Regions from separate parts of the Mus musculus genome. Here all the other regions are linked to region 4. The links are chromatin contacts, called in public HiCAR-type, HiChIP or PLAC-seq and promoter capture Hi-C maps. All regions are on one chromosome and are shown on one strand. The core of a region is the stretch at or near the end of the contact, and the rest is flanking DNA. Distances in the headings are between cores, read along the strand shown.

Evidence for each region. Promoter capture Hi-C pulls out the DNA fragments that hold promoters and counts their contacts. HiCAR-type assays count read pairs that join an accessible place to other places. HiChIP or PLAC-seq counts read pairs in DNA pulled down with a chosen protein or histone mark.
Region 1: a promoter capture Hi-C map of hippocampal neurons shows a contact between it and region 4, with 7 times the contacts expected there. The contact joins the enhancer-like site here to the promoter of Casp3 in region 4. A contact is called at or near these places in 19 of 39 promoter capture datasets (the 3T3-L1 cell line, 3T3-L1-derived adipocytes, the C10 cell line and 11 more), 1 of 15 datasets of contacts at CTCF or cohesin (large pre-B cells), 17 of 115 datasets of contacts at active chromatin or transcription factors (the 230-238 cell line, T-cell acute lymphoblastic leukemia, craniofacial prominence and 8 more) and 2 of 9 other capture datasets (embryonic stem cells and liver).
Region 2: an H3K4me3 HiChIP or PLAC-seq map of embryonic stem cells shows a contact between it and region 4, with 8 times the contacts expected there. The contact joins the enhancer-like site here to the promoter of Casp3 in region 4. A contact is called at or near these places in 4 of 39 promoter capture datasets (cranial neural crest, embryonic stem cells, hippocampal neurons and 1 more), 10 of 115 datasets of contacts at active chromatin or transcription factors (astrocytes, embryonic forebrain, embryonic hindbrain and 4 more) and 1 of 9 other capture datasets (adipose tissue).
Region 3: a contact with region 4 is called in a HiCAR-type map of astrocytes, with 2.6 times the contacts expected there. The contact joins the enhancer-like site here to the promoter of Casp3 in region 4. A contact is called at or near these places in 1 of 39 promoter capture datasets (hippocampal neurons), 3 of 115 datasets of contacts at active chromatin or transcription factors (astrocytes, forebrain and large pre-B cells) and 1 of 9 other capture datasets (liver).
Region 5: a contact with region 4 is called in an H3K27ac HiChIP or PLAC-seq map of cardiomyocytes, with 6 times the contacts expected there. The contact joins the promoter of Stox2 here to the promoter of Casp3 in region 4. A contact is called at or near these places in 4 of 39 promoter capture datasets (cranial neural crest, embryonic stem cells, hippocampal neurons and 1 more), 1 of 484 Hi-C or Micro-C datasets (cortical neurons) and 7 of 115 datasets of contacts at active chromatin or transcription factors (astrocytes, cardiomyocytes, embryonic forebrain and 3 more).

The regions. Positions count from the first base shown.
Region 1 is chr8:47,370,515-47,373,214 of GRCm38.p6, forward strand. It overlaps a transcript of Stox2 not described here. Among named protein-coding and RNA genes, the nearest start is that of Gm39171, 48 kb to the left of the region's middle. Within about 2 kb of position 1,312, at least 30 of the 459 cell types and tissues checked have an H3K27ac peak or open chromatin away from gene starts, as enhancers often do. A contact at or near this core is called in forebrain, hippocampal neurons and stem cell-derived neural progenitor cells, where this site is marked.
Region 2 is chr8:47,337,772-47,340,471 of GRCm38.p6, forward strand. It overlaps a transcript of Stox2 not described here. Among named protein-coding and RNA genes, the nearest start is that of Gm39171, 16 kb to the left of the region's middle. Within about 2 kb of position 1,325, at least 12 of the 459 cell types and tissues checked have an H3K27ac peak or open chromatin away from gene starts, as enhancers often do. A contact at or near this core is called in embryonic stem cells, where this site is marked.
Region 3 is chr8:47,241,365-47,244,064 of GRCm38.p6, forward strand. The region is part of intron 1 of Stox2 (storkhead box 2); the gene reads right to left. Among named protein-coding and RNA genes, the nearest start is that of Gm51570, 22 kb to the left of the region's middle. Within about 2 kb of position 1,392, at least 185 of the 459 cell types and tissues checked have an H3K27ac peak or open chromatin away from gene starts, as enhancers often do. A contact at or near this core is called in astrocytes, forebrain and hippocampal neurons, where this site is marked.
Region 4 is chr8:46,615,881-46,618,580 of GRCm38.p6, forward strand. Casp3 (caspase 3) reads left to right here and starts at 1,411. Exons shown (of 7, transcript NM_001284409.1): 1 at 1,411-1,621. Primpol (primase and polymerase (DNA-directed)) reads right to left here and starts at 1,347. Exons shown (of 15, transcript NM_001001184.2): 1 at 1,254-1,347.
Region 5 is chr8:47,288,080-47,290,779 of GRCm38.p6, forward strand. It overlaps Stox2 (storkhead box 2), which reads right to left and starts at 1,323. Exons shown (of 4, transcript NM_001114311.1): 1 at 1-1,323.

The DNA of each region.
Region 1 (2,700 bases), core at 62-2,561, 750 kb after region 4:
TTTCTGGTCCCTAGCACTTGCGGTAGAGGACACTCAATACCAAGATGATGAAAACACTCACGGATCCACAGCTGTGAGGTCTCTCAGAACTGAGTAACCACGTTCCTGAGCATGTACTTGTAGTCAGACAAACCATAGCAAACTCATCGCACCGAGGAGAGTTATCTGGCCCCTGAGGTAAGCTTATCCTACTAAAATTCCCATTGCCGTTGCATCTTGTGTTTTAATCATTTTCAGTGGGAGCCTTTGAGCTGAGAGGATCCCTGACAGTTTTATAGAGTCAACGTACAGGACATGGCCACCCCACACAGTGCCCCAAATACCCCGCTTATGTAAGTCTCTGCTTGCTCTTCCTGGAGCAGCAAACGGGCCTGTGACCTGGTTCTGCCTTTCTTCGCTCGCCCCCTAGTGGGGAGACTAAGGCTGCGACAGCAGCTCGAAGAAGAGGAAAAGAGCCTGGAGAAAGGTGTCTAGGACAGGGAGACGGGGCTGGGCTGCCACAAAACCAGAAAGGACGGATACTTAAGGCAAAACATGGTATTTTCCCAAGTTATATAGAATTTTTATTTTAAATTATGCATGCATGCTCAAAAGAAATTAGCCCTTCATCCACCTGTTGGAACTAACGAGCTAGAGCTCTCAAATTTAGACTTGACTCTTAAATGAAAGAAAAATTATATATGTTATTGCATGGGACATCACTTTTCACTCAATACACCCCCACACACACTGCCTGGCAACTAACACACATACATATGTTCTCTCTCTCTCTCACACACACACACACCAAGAAAAGATGTTTGCACCCAGACTGTGTGCACAGCAAGCCTCTCTGGTGTCACTTGAAGCCAGTGTTTTACAAAAGAAACCAACAAAGAAAACCCTTAGTGTGTTGTGTGTTCAGCCAAACTATTCTGGACACAATACCAACAAAGGGTGGGAACTCTGAGCAGCCGCCCTGCCGTAACTCCTTCTGTAGACTCTGCACCTACATTGTTCTTACAAGATGAGGCCTCTTTCTCAGATGTAGCTTATAACAAACAAAACAATCCCAGCATTGCAAATGATTGCCATGAGATCACTAACAAAAGTGTGTGCCGTTATGTGGAAATCACGAGAAGCCAAGGTGAAAGGTCATGGTTCTAACTCCGAACTTCAGTTTTCCTCCATAGCCCATAGTGTAGCCTTTCATAAGGTCACAACTTTCCCAGCTACAAAAATTAGAGACTTGAAAGCTTCCCTCAGAGTTTCTACCCTGGCTTTGATTATCTTAAAAGAAAGTGTGGGCACTATGCCTTCCATTTCCTATGGTCATGGTGCCCTCTAGTGGCTTATAGGAGCTATGACATGTGTAGGTTGTGCTTTCTTTTCTTTCCTCCTTTCCTTTCCTTTCCTTTCCTTTCCTTTCCTTTCCTTTCCTTTCCTTTCCTTTCCTTTCCTTTCCTTTCCTTTCCTTTCCTTTCCTTTCCTTTTTCCTTTCCTTTCCTCTTTTCTTTTCTTTTCTTTCTTTTCTTTTTAACCTGGGAGAACGGTAGGTACAACCTTTCAGTCAATTTGTCTAACCATGGTAACCAGGCATCTGGTCAAATATCCATCTAGATGCCACTGTGTATGTTTTAGATGAGAATAACACTCAGTTGACTCTGGGAAAAGCAGATTACTCTCTCTGATTTGGATAGATGGCCATGGGAACTCAGGCAGCAGGCACCTTTCAGAATCTCCAGCCCCGATCTCCAGCTTGTCTTCCTGTCCAGTTTGGCCCGCTCTGTATGTGCCTGTGTGTCCGGGGAGGAGAAATATGTGTAGAGGGGATGTTCTTGGGGGTAGGAGACAGGGTGCATAGCACTGAGTCTACATCCTATGTCTTTGGAGAACCGTAACAGGGAAAAGGGAGTAATAAATCAAATTACCATACATAAATGTAACAAATTATACACAAATGTAACAAATTATCATACACAAATGTATCATTCCGGGCCATCGGAAAACATTTTTTTTTCTTTTTTAGTTTTTTTTCGAGACAGGGTTTCTCTGTATACCTCTGGCTGTCCTGGAACTCACTTTGTAGACCAGGCTGGCTTCAAACTCAGAAATCCGCCTGCCTCTGCCTCCCGAGTTCTGGGATTAAAGGCGTGCGTCACCACGCCCAGCTGAAAACATTTTAATAACTACAATGACCATAAAAATCATATTAAAATAAAAATGACCCAAAATTTAGTATGTAGTTTTACTCATGTAAAAGTTTTACCTAAATGTGAAAAGTGATTTTCTATTTTACTTTTAATTTTGTATGATCTGCAGGATCAAAATTTAATTTAATCTCATAATGTAAAGTAAAAGTTTTAATGAAGATATTGACAGGTGTGATGGCTCAACAAGCCTTTAGCCCTAGATCTCTGTGAATTCAAGGCCAGCCTAGTCTGCATGGGGAGTTCCAGGCTAGCCAAGGCTACACAGTAACTACTACCCTGTCTCAATCAGTTAAAACATCAAACAGGTATTTGTATTTTACTTTTTTAAAGGATTTATTTATTTATTTATTATATGTAAGTACACTGTAGCTATCTTCAGGCACTCCAGAAGAGGGCGCCAGATCTCATTATGGATGGTTGTGAGCCATCATGTGGTTGCCGGGAATTGAACTCAGGACCTTTGGAAGAGCAGTCAGTGCTCTTAACCGCTGAGCCATCTCTCCAGCCC
Region 2 (2,700 bases), core at 75-2,574, 720 kb after region 4:
CCACCAAGACTCTCTGTCTCCCTCTCTCCCGCTCTCTCCTTTCCCTCTCTTTCCCTTCCTCTTTTCCTCAACTCCCCCTCCCTCCCCCCTCTCTCAAGAACTTTAAAGCTGAAGTCATTTTATACACAAGGAAGAGACAGAAAATATAAGTAACTTGTGCAAGTCCATGCATACCTTGCCACTTCTCAGTGGTCAGGATTTGGGAAGAATGAGTGTAGTAAAGATGGCGCCCAATGTAAAGATACAAAGTATCTGTGTGCACAGCCTACTTAGCCAGTCTTCAAGGCCAGGCTGCCTAGGTTTTCATACCAGGTGTATCATTCCTGTTGCTATTACAGTTTGGATATCTGCAATCTGAAAACCTGAAATGCAAACTTCTCTAAAGTCCAAAAGCTTTGAATGTATAAGCAGCAAGTAGAAAATTCCAGGCCTGACTGCACGTGACCAAACACAGGTGCTTTTGGAAGACAATGGAACAAAAGCACACCGTATAATACATATAAAACATGGGTTTGCATTTGGGTCCCGTTTCTAAGTCACCTCATTTGTATATAGACATATTTCCAAATCTGATATCTAAGATACTTCTGGTGGGAAGCATGTTTTGTTGTTTTGTTTTGTCTTGGCAAATATTTTGATTGTGTGTGTATGTGCCTGTGTGTTCATAGTTATATTTATATATTTTTTCCTACTGATACTAAAGTGATACTAATAACAGGACCTTCTTGGATGGGTTACTAAGGAAATTAGCTGAATTTTCATATGCCTGGGGTATAGAACAATTCCCGGAACATGGTGAATACTGTCAGCTCATAACTATTTTTATCAGGTAAGGAGGTGATAACATGCGGAAAATATACAGATTTTTTTAAACCCAGCAACTTTTATGTTTAGAAAAGATCTGAAAGTTTCAAAAATAAAAACTGTTAGTTTGGGAAACACTAAGAAAAAGGTTTTCATCTTGAGAGCAATTAGGAGAAACAATGACATCAAGTAATGTGACCCCTTCAGTGCCTGGTCCTACAGCGCAATACTCCTGATCTAATGAGGTCAAGGTCACCCAGTCTACACACGCCCTCTCCCGCCATCTTCCCCCTCTTCATAAATCACTTAAAATGCCTCATGAAAGCAAATATTTTAGGTCAGACACCCTGAAGCTGGGAAGGCTGAAGTGCCCCTAATTCTCACTTGGGGAAACAGGATCTTCAGGGTTCTGGAACAGGTTTGAGCAGGGGTGGGGGTGGGGCAGGATGGGGGGACAGGACATTGCTTCCTTGCTATTGATAATACAATGCCTATAGGCTCCACCTAGAGACACTGGAGAAAAAGGCCAGTGGGGGAGGGGGAGTCAACAAGCTGGCTCTTGAGCAACTAAGTTCCAGGTTTGGGGTCAGCTGATGTTTTTTACATCAGCCAGGCATCTATTGCCTGAAGTCACAGAGTGCAGAGGCCTCTAGGGATGAAGAAGAAGAGCTAACAGCAAAAGGAACTAAAGTTCTGTGGCAAGCCAGTAGCCACCACATGGTGTCTCCTAGTACCTGGGTGTTTCCTCTACATAAGTGTTTCTCAAGCTGTGTGCATCAGGGCCCCTTTGGGGATCGAATGACCCTTTCACAGGGGTCGCCTAAGAGCATCGGAAAACACAGGTATTTACATTCTGATTCGTAACAAAGGCAAAATTACAGTTATGAAGTAGTAACACAAATAATTTTATGGTTGGGAGGGGGGTCACCACATGAGGAACTGTATTAAAGGATTGCAGCGTTAGGAAGGTTGAGAATCACTGCTCTCTATCGACCTGTGTCTGCTGGGAACAGTCCGATCAGAGGATCCAAGAAGGATCTCAGGTAATGGCTCATGTCACTCCCTCCTGGCTTTTCCTAAAGCATAAACTTCAACCGCATCCTTCACTGGCTTGAACGTTAATGGCCCCTGAGCGGCTCAGCAGCAAAAGTCCTGACCACCAAACAAATTCCTCTCTTGTCTCTGCTCTGATTCCCCCAAGAAGTTTGTCTTGCCTTCAAGCCTCTGTCACACACTGCTTCTTTCTTCAGCTTACAACATCCTTTATTTCATCCCCCTCTTCCAAACGCTAACTTCCATCTTCTTCCTGCCCCGCCCCGCCCAGCCCCGCCCCCTCCATCACTCTTCTCTTTGGGGAGCTTTTCTTTACAACCTTTTGATTCCTTCTATCAGCCAGCCTGCAGACTTCCACACTTAAATTAGCCAGCCTCCCTGTCTGGATTCTCTCAATGCCTTTGGACACTGCTAACATGGCCTTTTATTAAACTGTATAGTAATATTTATCTCCCCAAACAGGCTGTAAGTTCATTTAGGGCAGATAAGAATGCCTTTTTGTTCACAGGACCTGGTGCCCTCCGTGTGCTGAATGTGTTTGTTTGGTGCAATTCTTACAGCAATTATTCTATCGGCTTTGATAGCCTCTGTCCACTTCGAGGACTAAACGCTAGGTAAAGCCACGACCCCGTCCACCCCAGCCACTTTTCAAAAGAGAAAGAGAGAGAGAACCAATTGTCAGGCATCAATGTGAGATATACACTGTCCCCTCTCTCTTCATTCAGTGATGTTTCCACGGCGTGTGGAGCTCATCTAGGAATTACACACATTGAGGTGGTCAGGGAATACACACCTAGGTTTTAACTTTAAGTAACAAATGTGTGTGTGTGTGTGTGTGTGTGT
Region 3 (2,700 bases), core at 142-2,641, 630 kb after region 4:
AGTTACAACGTTCCCTCTACTTCTCTTTAGGAAGGTCTATTATTCTCAAAGACATATAAACAGAGTGAAAGTCAACCAGGCTTTCAAGTCTTTAAATGCATAGAGGGGTCAGTTTGATGCACGGCAGAACCTTCTACCCACTGCTTAACAGCTTTGAATTTCCTGAGGTGATGGTCCCGCTGGATCAACTAGGTTCTGAGACACGTCTGTGGCCTGACCTCAGATAAAGCTGGGCAACTGGCAGAGTTCACCATGCTCTGCAGGGGCAGAAATAGGCATTCCTTGTTGCTGAGGTGGTTTCATTCTGCTTATTCATTTAAAGACTTAGGCCTTTTCTAGGAACAGTTTGCAAGGTGAATACAACAAGAAGCCAATACAGCAGCAGCTGGGTCCAAATGCTGGCTCACACACGTCTCTCTGGAGCTGGGGTGAATCCAATCATCCAGTGCAGTTCCCCCCACTAGTTAGGGACACCACCGATGTAGACGCTGCCCCGACCGTCATAGGGCACCAGTTTACTACCCACAAATCTGACAAAACGTTCCCAGACTACCTGAACAGATCCTGGAGAGGATCTGAGTCACGGTGCCACAGAGAACCAGGGTCGGGGCTTAGGGGTTTGTCTCTGTCACCAGCACCCTCCGTGCTTCACAAACCACCCATCCACAGCCCTCCCTCTCTGCTGTCTGTAAACTCGGCTTCCTTTTTAGATTCGAGTTTGAACGGTCAATGCATTTATTCAGTAGATCATTCTGAAGCAGCCACGTATTCTGTTCGATAAATGGGGGGAAAAAAAACCCTGTAGGATCATTATCAGGATATAAACTGGCCAATCTCAAGGAATCAAAAACGAGCAAAACTGGCACTTTCTGCAACCCCCTCATGGCTATCATAAACACGAATCATACAAAAGACTCTAAAAAGTAATCAATGCCAAAATCGTCTCCAGATAGGAACAAGTTTGCTTACCCAACACAAATGCACTTTAAAATATCATTTATCCACCAAGAGAGATTGTCACTGATGCCAGAGATCAAATGCATGTTGACTCTATGCAGGATGAATAACATGGAGGGTTATCTCTTTTTTTTTTTTTTTTTTTTTTTTTTTTTTTGGACTACGCTTGAGATTCTATATGCCACGTCTGCACGTGTTATCTGTAATACAACGCAAGCCCATATAAGAGAACAAATGAAGGCAGCTGTAAAACTTCCTTACGGGTTACAGTCAGTAATTAAGGCAAAGAGAAAGGAGAGCGCTCTAAACTGCAGTCTTTCGGAGCCAGGAGCTCCTAATCCCCAAAGATTCCGAAGCATTACCTCATTGCAGCCTTGAGACAAGCTGAGCATTCACTCTGGGTCTTACCCAGCATCCACCGGTTCACACAAAGACAACAGAGGCGTGACCAATCACATTGTGGCTAGCAGGCACTGTTGCAAAGCCCTCTCCCAATATTACCCATTGACATGCTCGCTGGCAGCCCTGCTGAACTTGTTGTCATGGCAACACATCCCAGCTGCTCACCGAGGCTTGTTCTATTACTTTTTTTTTTCTTTTCACCGCTCACTTAGCTAATTAAAATTTTAGAACTATGTTTTGCATGTTGGACGCAAATTAAAACAATGCAGGGTCCTTCTCTTTTCTCCCTCCCCGTCCCCCCCACCCCATTTTTTTCTTCAATGAAGCTTTAAAAAATGCTGGGAAAAGCTAACTGAAGGACACTCCCATGAAGTCCCAATATAACCAATCAATGGAGAGACTGCATGTAGCTGTAGCCAGATGGAATTTGTCGCTAAACCTAATCTGCAGCAAAGCAAAACCAAACCATGAACGTCGCTAACAACACTCTTCCTGTTTTGAAATCTGTAAGCCAATTTGGCATAGATTACGTATGTTGCAATATTTGCATTGTTCTTGGTCAAAATGTTCTCTTAAATGTTGTTGTTTTAACATGATTCTGACTTAAAACAGCTTTACCCAGAATTCCACGATGCAAGCAGAGTGAGTGAGTAAATAAATAAATAAATAAATAAACAAACACAGAGAGGATTGGGGGGTGGAGGGGGCACTGCCAATATGGCAAGTGCTTAGAGAAGTTCTGGCAAAAATCGCCAGGCTGGCAACCTACTGCATGGGTTCCATTTGCCCACCAGTCTCTACCAAGGTGGCAGCCCCACCGCTGAGAACCCATGGAAAGAAATGCCAGCTTTTGTTTACCAAAGCAAAGAGAAATAAATCCAACATTCCCAACTGCTTCAAGGATGATGGCTCCTCCCTTCATCGTCTTTTCTGAAAATTCCCTCTGCGTCCTGAGCCAAACCTTTGTCACTGGGGAGGATACCAAAGGCATCTTTGAAGGTAAACATCTTAAATTTGAAGGTATCTGAGCCTGCCACCGACACAATTAGCTCTGAGCAAGCTGAACGGGCAGAGACAGCAAACATCGAAGTTCAGAAGGTGCAAGTGCTATTGCGAAGGAGGCCAGTCTGCACTGATTTGAATCAAATGAGAAAAGGGGGAGAGCAACAACAGCCTGGGAACACCGACTTGGATTCTGTTTCCTCCGTGGTTGTGCTATTCATTTTTATCAGTGTGAAATAATCCGCAATGGGCAGATTTGTAGCCCCCGAGTAACCGAGGAGGAGGTAGGGGAGAGCAGGACCCGCCCGGGGAACACGGACTGGGAAAACCCTCTGTAGT
Region 4 (2,700 bases), core at 161-2,660:
TCGCCAAATGGAAGAGAGTGACCACGCCCCGCTTTTAGATCACTTCAGAAAGCCATCTTACTCCAGCTCCTGGAAAGCAGTCACATTGCTTTTCATGAATTCTTTCTCTCTTGAGGCCCAGAACGGCTTCAGGTCCCTCTGGGTCCCCATTTACAGGGCGGCTTCAGGTCCCTCTGAGTCCCCACAGTGAGGAGAAATTACAGGGCTTAGATGAAAACTATCACCTCCAGATGTTTTGCTCTAACGAACTTCTCTAGATGAAGTCAACATTAACGGCAGGAAACTGCTGAGGATACCTTATCTAAGGTATCACTTTGTTAAGAACGTTTAGCACAGGGAGGGGTCCGGGCACAAGGGGTTTCTCAATTAGACCCTTCCTTGTGAACTACAGCCTCCACGATGCACTGCGAGGGTTGAATGCATCCTACTGCTAAAGTCCAACAGAAAATGGCTGATTCTAACTTACTTTGGGAGGGATAATGATAGATCAATTTGTTTCTGGAATCTACATTTAACCACTATGGCTCTTCATGAGAGCAAACCACTTATCTTTTTCTTTCTTTTTTTTTCCCCCCCAAGACAGGGTTTCTCTGTGTAGCCCTGGCTGTCCTGGAACTCACTCTGTAGACCAGGCTGGCCTCGAACTCAGAAATCTACCTGCCTCTGCCTCCCAAGTGCTGGGATTAAAGGCGTGCACCACCACTGCCCGTCCACTTATCCTTTTAAAGCCTTTGATGGAACTGGAAAAAATAAAAAATGTATTATGGAAATGCAAGAGCTTGAATTCCACACGCAACGAACGGTAGACATCTGTGTGGCTACGTGTACGTCAGTCCCTTACATCCAACGAAGCAAAGGCGGTGAAGGCAAGAGGCTGCTCTCTGGAGTACATTTGTCCTTAAGAATATTCTGGGCCCCTGAAATTCGATGCTGATCGCTGTGCTCGTGTTTTCGTATATTATGCAAAAACAAAACAAAACAAAACCCACTTCCCAGAGTCAGAGTCTGAATGAAATAGGACGTAAACCAGTCAGAGATTTCAGTAAGGTAGTCAGGACCTCTCACTGAGGGAGCAAGAGGTGGACGGAAGTGAAGAAAGGCCTCGGTGCAATTGAGAGGAAGTAGAATTACCGAGTGCGGGGCACAGCTCTATTTTCTCCTGCCAGAGTTCTGACTGGCAGAGGCGCCTCCCTAGACGCCCATCTTGGCGCCCCCGGAATCAGGCGTGGCCGAAAGACCTCTCTAAAATTTACCTCAAGTGGCGCAAGTCGGCCGGAGGCGGCAGCTGGCGGAGCCAGAGATGGCGGGAACCAGAGCTTGAAACCCGCGCGAGGGGGCGGAGCCGGAGGGGGCGGGGCCCTAGGCTTGCCCTGGGTGGGCGGGGCCTGCGCTACGAGACGGGGCTCAGTCGGGGCTGAAACCACCAATCGCGACTGGCGTGTGCGAGATGAGGTGTTGGGGGGTGTGTGAGGGGGGATGGGGCGGGGAGGTAGAGAAGGGGCGTGGCGTGGGGCGTGACCGGCGGTAGTCTGCTGTTGCTGCTGCTGCTGCTGCAGTTGCAGTGTTGGTGCTGGTGGGATCAAAGCGCAGTGTCCTGCGGCGGGGAGCTTGGAACGGTACGGTGAGTGTCTGCTGCTCTCGCGCCTTCGAAGGCCTGTGTTGTCCCCCGGAGCTGGCGCTCTTTTGGCGGGTCTGCAGCTCCTTGGAGGAGGCGGGGGAAACGGGCAATCTGGGCGGAGGATCCTTTGTGTTGCCTCCAGGCTTGCTCAGGCAAACACTGAAGGCAGAGAAGCTGGAAACAGCGCCGGGAGCGCGATCCCGAGCTGAGAACCCAGACCCGGGAGGCCAAACCGGTGTCCCTAAACCTGGGTGAGCCGGTGCGGTGTCCCTAAACCTGGGTGAGCCGGAGCGGGTTCAGACCCCTCGAGCATGGCACACGGGCCGCGCTGAGGCTTAAAGGCGGAGTCAGGGGGGTATCTGGAGATCGCCCGGGGTACAGAGCTTCAGGGGCGGGAGGGGGTGAGGCCATAGTGTGGGGGTGAACCTGGAAGCCGAGTGGCGGGAGGTGGCGGGATCCTGGATCTGCAGGCCGAGGTGTGGACTCGGTAGCAGAGGATGGATAGGGGAAGTTCTGCCCTGGGGCCTGGAAGCTAGGCTGATGCTGACCTTGTGGCGGCTCTAAGTGACCCAGCCTCCCTCTGTTACAAGAGCATTTGATCTCCACCTTTAGTTTTCTCCAGTGCACTGTGATTTTTGGTTCTTGCGGAGAGCTGATTTTAAGCATTACTCCTTGAATACTCCAGCTCATTCCTTTGTTGGTCAAAGTCACTGTAGGAGCTTGCATTGACATCTCTTGAGCCATGCTCGGTTACTGTCCCTTCTTCGCGCTTATTAATTAGTCTGTGAAGTTCGACTTGAACAGCAGGGTCTTTACCTCATTCTCCGTTGAGTCACCCAGGAAACGTCCTTCTCAGGCACCTCTTGTGGACCCAACTTCTTCCGCCGTTAGTCCCCGAGCCTTGTAGACCTACGAGTCTGACAGATTTGTACCTGGCCCCTCTTCGGAGTCTTGTGGACTTTCTACGTGTCTGCCAGACTTGTGCCCACCTCAGGGAACTGAAGCAGCCTCCTTGCAGGTCTCTGTCTCCCGCCCAAGACCCCTCTCCAGTGCTCTCTTTAAGACACGAACAAAAACAGTTT
Region 5 (2,700 bases), core at 73-2,572, 670 kb after region 4:
GGGCCTCAGCGCCAGGGCGCAGCGCGCTGCTTCATCCGTCTACCGAGGCCACGACCCGGGAGGACTCTGCGCACATTTTTTCCCCCAGCCCCTCTTCTCGTCGGTGTCTACACCGCCGGCGGCAGGTCCGGCCCTCCCCACGCCCCCCCACACCCCCACGGAGAAGGCTCGGATTTTACACTCGTCCCACAATGCATTCCACTTCATTTGCAATCCGCCGGGCTTCCAGCTTCCAGATTCCTGAGGGGGAAGGCACGTTGGGAGGCTCGGCGGCCGGGAGGGGGCGGCCCGGGTGGGGGCGCCGAGACTTGCAGCGTGGAAGCAATGGGAGCGCAGACAATGGCCCGATTCAGCGCAGGAGTGCTTAGCCAACTGTGCGCCACAGCACAAAAGACCCAAACAAATGAGGAAGCCGAGGCCTCCGGGGGCCGACCCGGGATCGCACGCCCCGGCAGCTTGACCGGTGGGCGGCAGCCCCAACCGCACTAGGAGGCTTCAGCGCGAGGCGTGGGGATGACAGCGTCCGAGTCGCGTCCCCCTGGACCTCCCAGCCGCGAGGGCCGCAGTCCCCGGCGCCCGCTGTCTCTGCTTCTCTCTCGCAGTCCTCGGGAGGCAGTCTTCATTCCAGAGGCTCGAACGGGGGGCGCACGGGAGCACCGGGACCGCCGCTGCGACAACGCAGGAAGAGCCCCGTTGGGTGCTGGCGACCGCGGCGCGCCGTCAGGCTTCCTCCTTCCGAGGCTGGCGGGGGCGCGGGAGGGTGGGGGCGCGTGCCGACACGCGTGGGTCCCCCGCCGCAGGCATACTCTTACTCACGGGCCGCGGTGGCTGCGGAGCCCGGCGATCGGCCCCCGCGCGAGGCCATCGCGGCTCGGGGACTAGCGCGTTGCGCTCTGGCACCGCCGAAAGCGGGACGGCTACCCAGTGTCATGCTAATCTCGGGGCAGCGCGGAGGCTCGGCGTAGATCCCCGCAGCAAAGCCCCAGCGGCGACGGCGACGGCGGCGGCGGCGGCGGCGGCGCGGGGCCTGGGCCCTGCGGATGACACCGCGCGGATCGTTCCACGTCTTTCCGATGGTCCCTCCCCCTCGCTCCGAGGGCTAGCCTTCGTGGGAACGCGCTGATCTGCGGCGCCCGGCCTGGTCCACCTGCGCCCAGCCGGAGACGCGGGGCGCCGCGAACGCGCGGGGACGCCAGGCCCACGCCGACTGCCACGCGCCAACGGCCTGCGCCCTCTGCGATCCTGAGTGGAAGTCACTCCCCAATGGCCTGGTTGCGCTGGCGGGCCCGGGGCCTCTGCACCGCCGGGCCCTGCACAGCTGCTTATGGTCCAAGCACCAATCGCTGCAGGACAGCGGTGCGCGCGGAGGAGGGGGCGCGGGCCAGACGCGAGGTCACGCCGAGTTAAAGGCGCCCGGCCTGGCCGCCAGCCCCGCCACGCGCCGCCACTCCCATTCTTATCCACCACTCTCACCTCCCCATTTGGGTTGCCAAAAATGCGTTTTGAGCTCTAAACAAGGAGAATAAACTTGATTGCCTCTGGAGGTGATCTGTCATTTCCCGTTTGAGCTGGGTGGTTTTTTTTTTTTTTTTTCTTTCTTTCTTTCTTTTTTTTTTTTTTCCTTTTCTTTAATGCATCTGTGACAACGAGACGTTCCCAATCATTTTTAAAGGTGGCATTCCACGCTGATGGGTGACAAGATGCAGAGCCAGCAATAGGAAGCCTTCATGGAAACGTGTATTCAGCAGTCGGAGGGCCCTAAAGGGTTAAGATTCAGGAAGCTCTGGCAAGACATCCAGGAGGCAGAAAGGCAATGAGATCTAGAAGGGAGGCCATCATCCATCTCCAGTATGTGGCTTGGTAATACATAGCCAGAACAACCTCTCTGTGGATACCAAGGGGGTGGGGATAAAAAGCCACAAGTCGCATATAAAACCTATAACTACATCAAGCAATATTAATTACTAACTACAAACCTATTAGCTAAATGTTTAGCGACCTCCTTTTAGATTCAAGACAAGCCTTTAAAAGGTACCCTTTGCTAAAATGGCAAGGAACAGAAAGACGACTGGTTTAGAAGATCAATGTGTAAAGGGCCATAGAGGTGAATTTTTTGTTAATGTTTTCACGAATGGGCGTTACTGACATTCAGGTATCTCAAATCAACAAAACATCAGTTCTCAAGACACCAAAATGGTCACACAAATTTTTGCAGTAATTATGACTTAAGAGGGATTGTGATCATGTGACAACTTTGGTATTCATTCACTGAGCAGATTAAATAGGCAACATACCAAATATGGTCCCATGCAATGAATGGTCCAGCAGAAAAGAAATGCAGGAAGCTGAGTTAAAGCCAAAAGTTGTGCCACATTTTATAAAGATGCATTAACCTCTGTGAGGCATGCCAGTAGCTGGGGCCTAGAGCATGAAGAGCCCCTCAAAGAGTGAAGGGATTGGTGTCCAGGGCCATGGGAACAAGTGCGACGGTCCTGAAGTCTAAACCAGTCTTGGTTTCTGTTGGAAGAAATGCAAGAAGGCCAGTATGGCTGGAGTCAGAGCTGAACAGGAAAGCCGTGGGCGGTGAGGTCAGAGAGAGGGAGCGTAGATCATGCAGGGACTTGCTAGCCATGTTCAAAGTTTTATTTCCTACTCTTGATGGACTGGGGGCCACAGAAGAACTCAAAGCAAAAATACAGC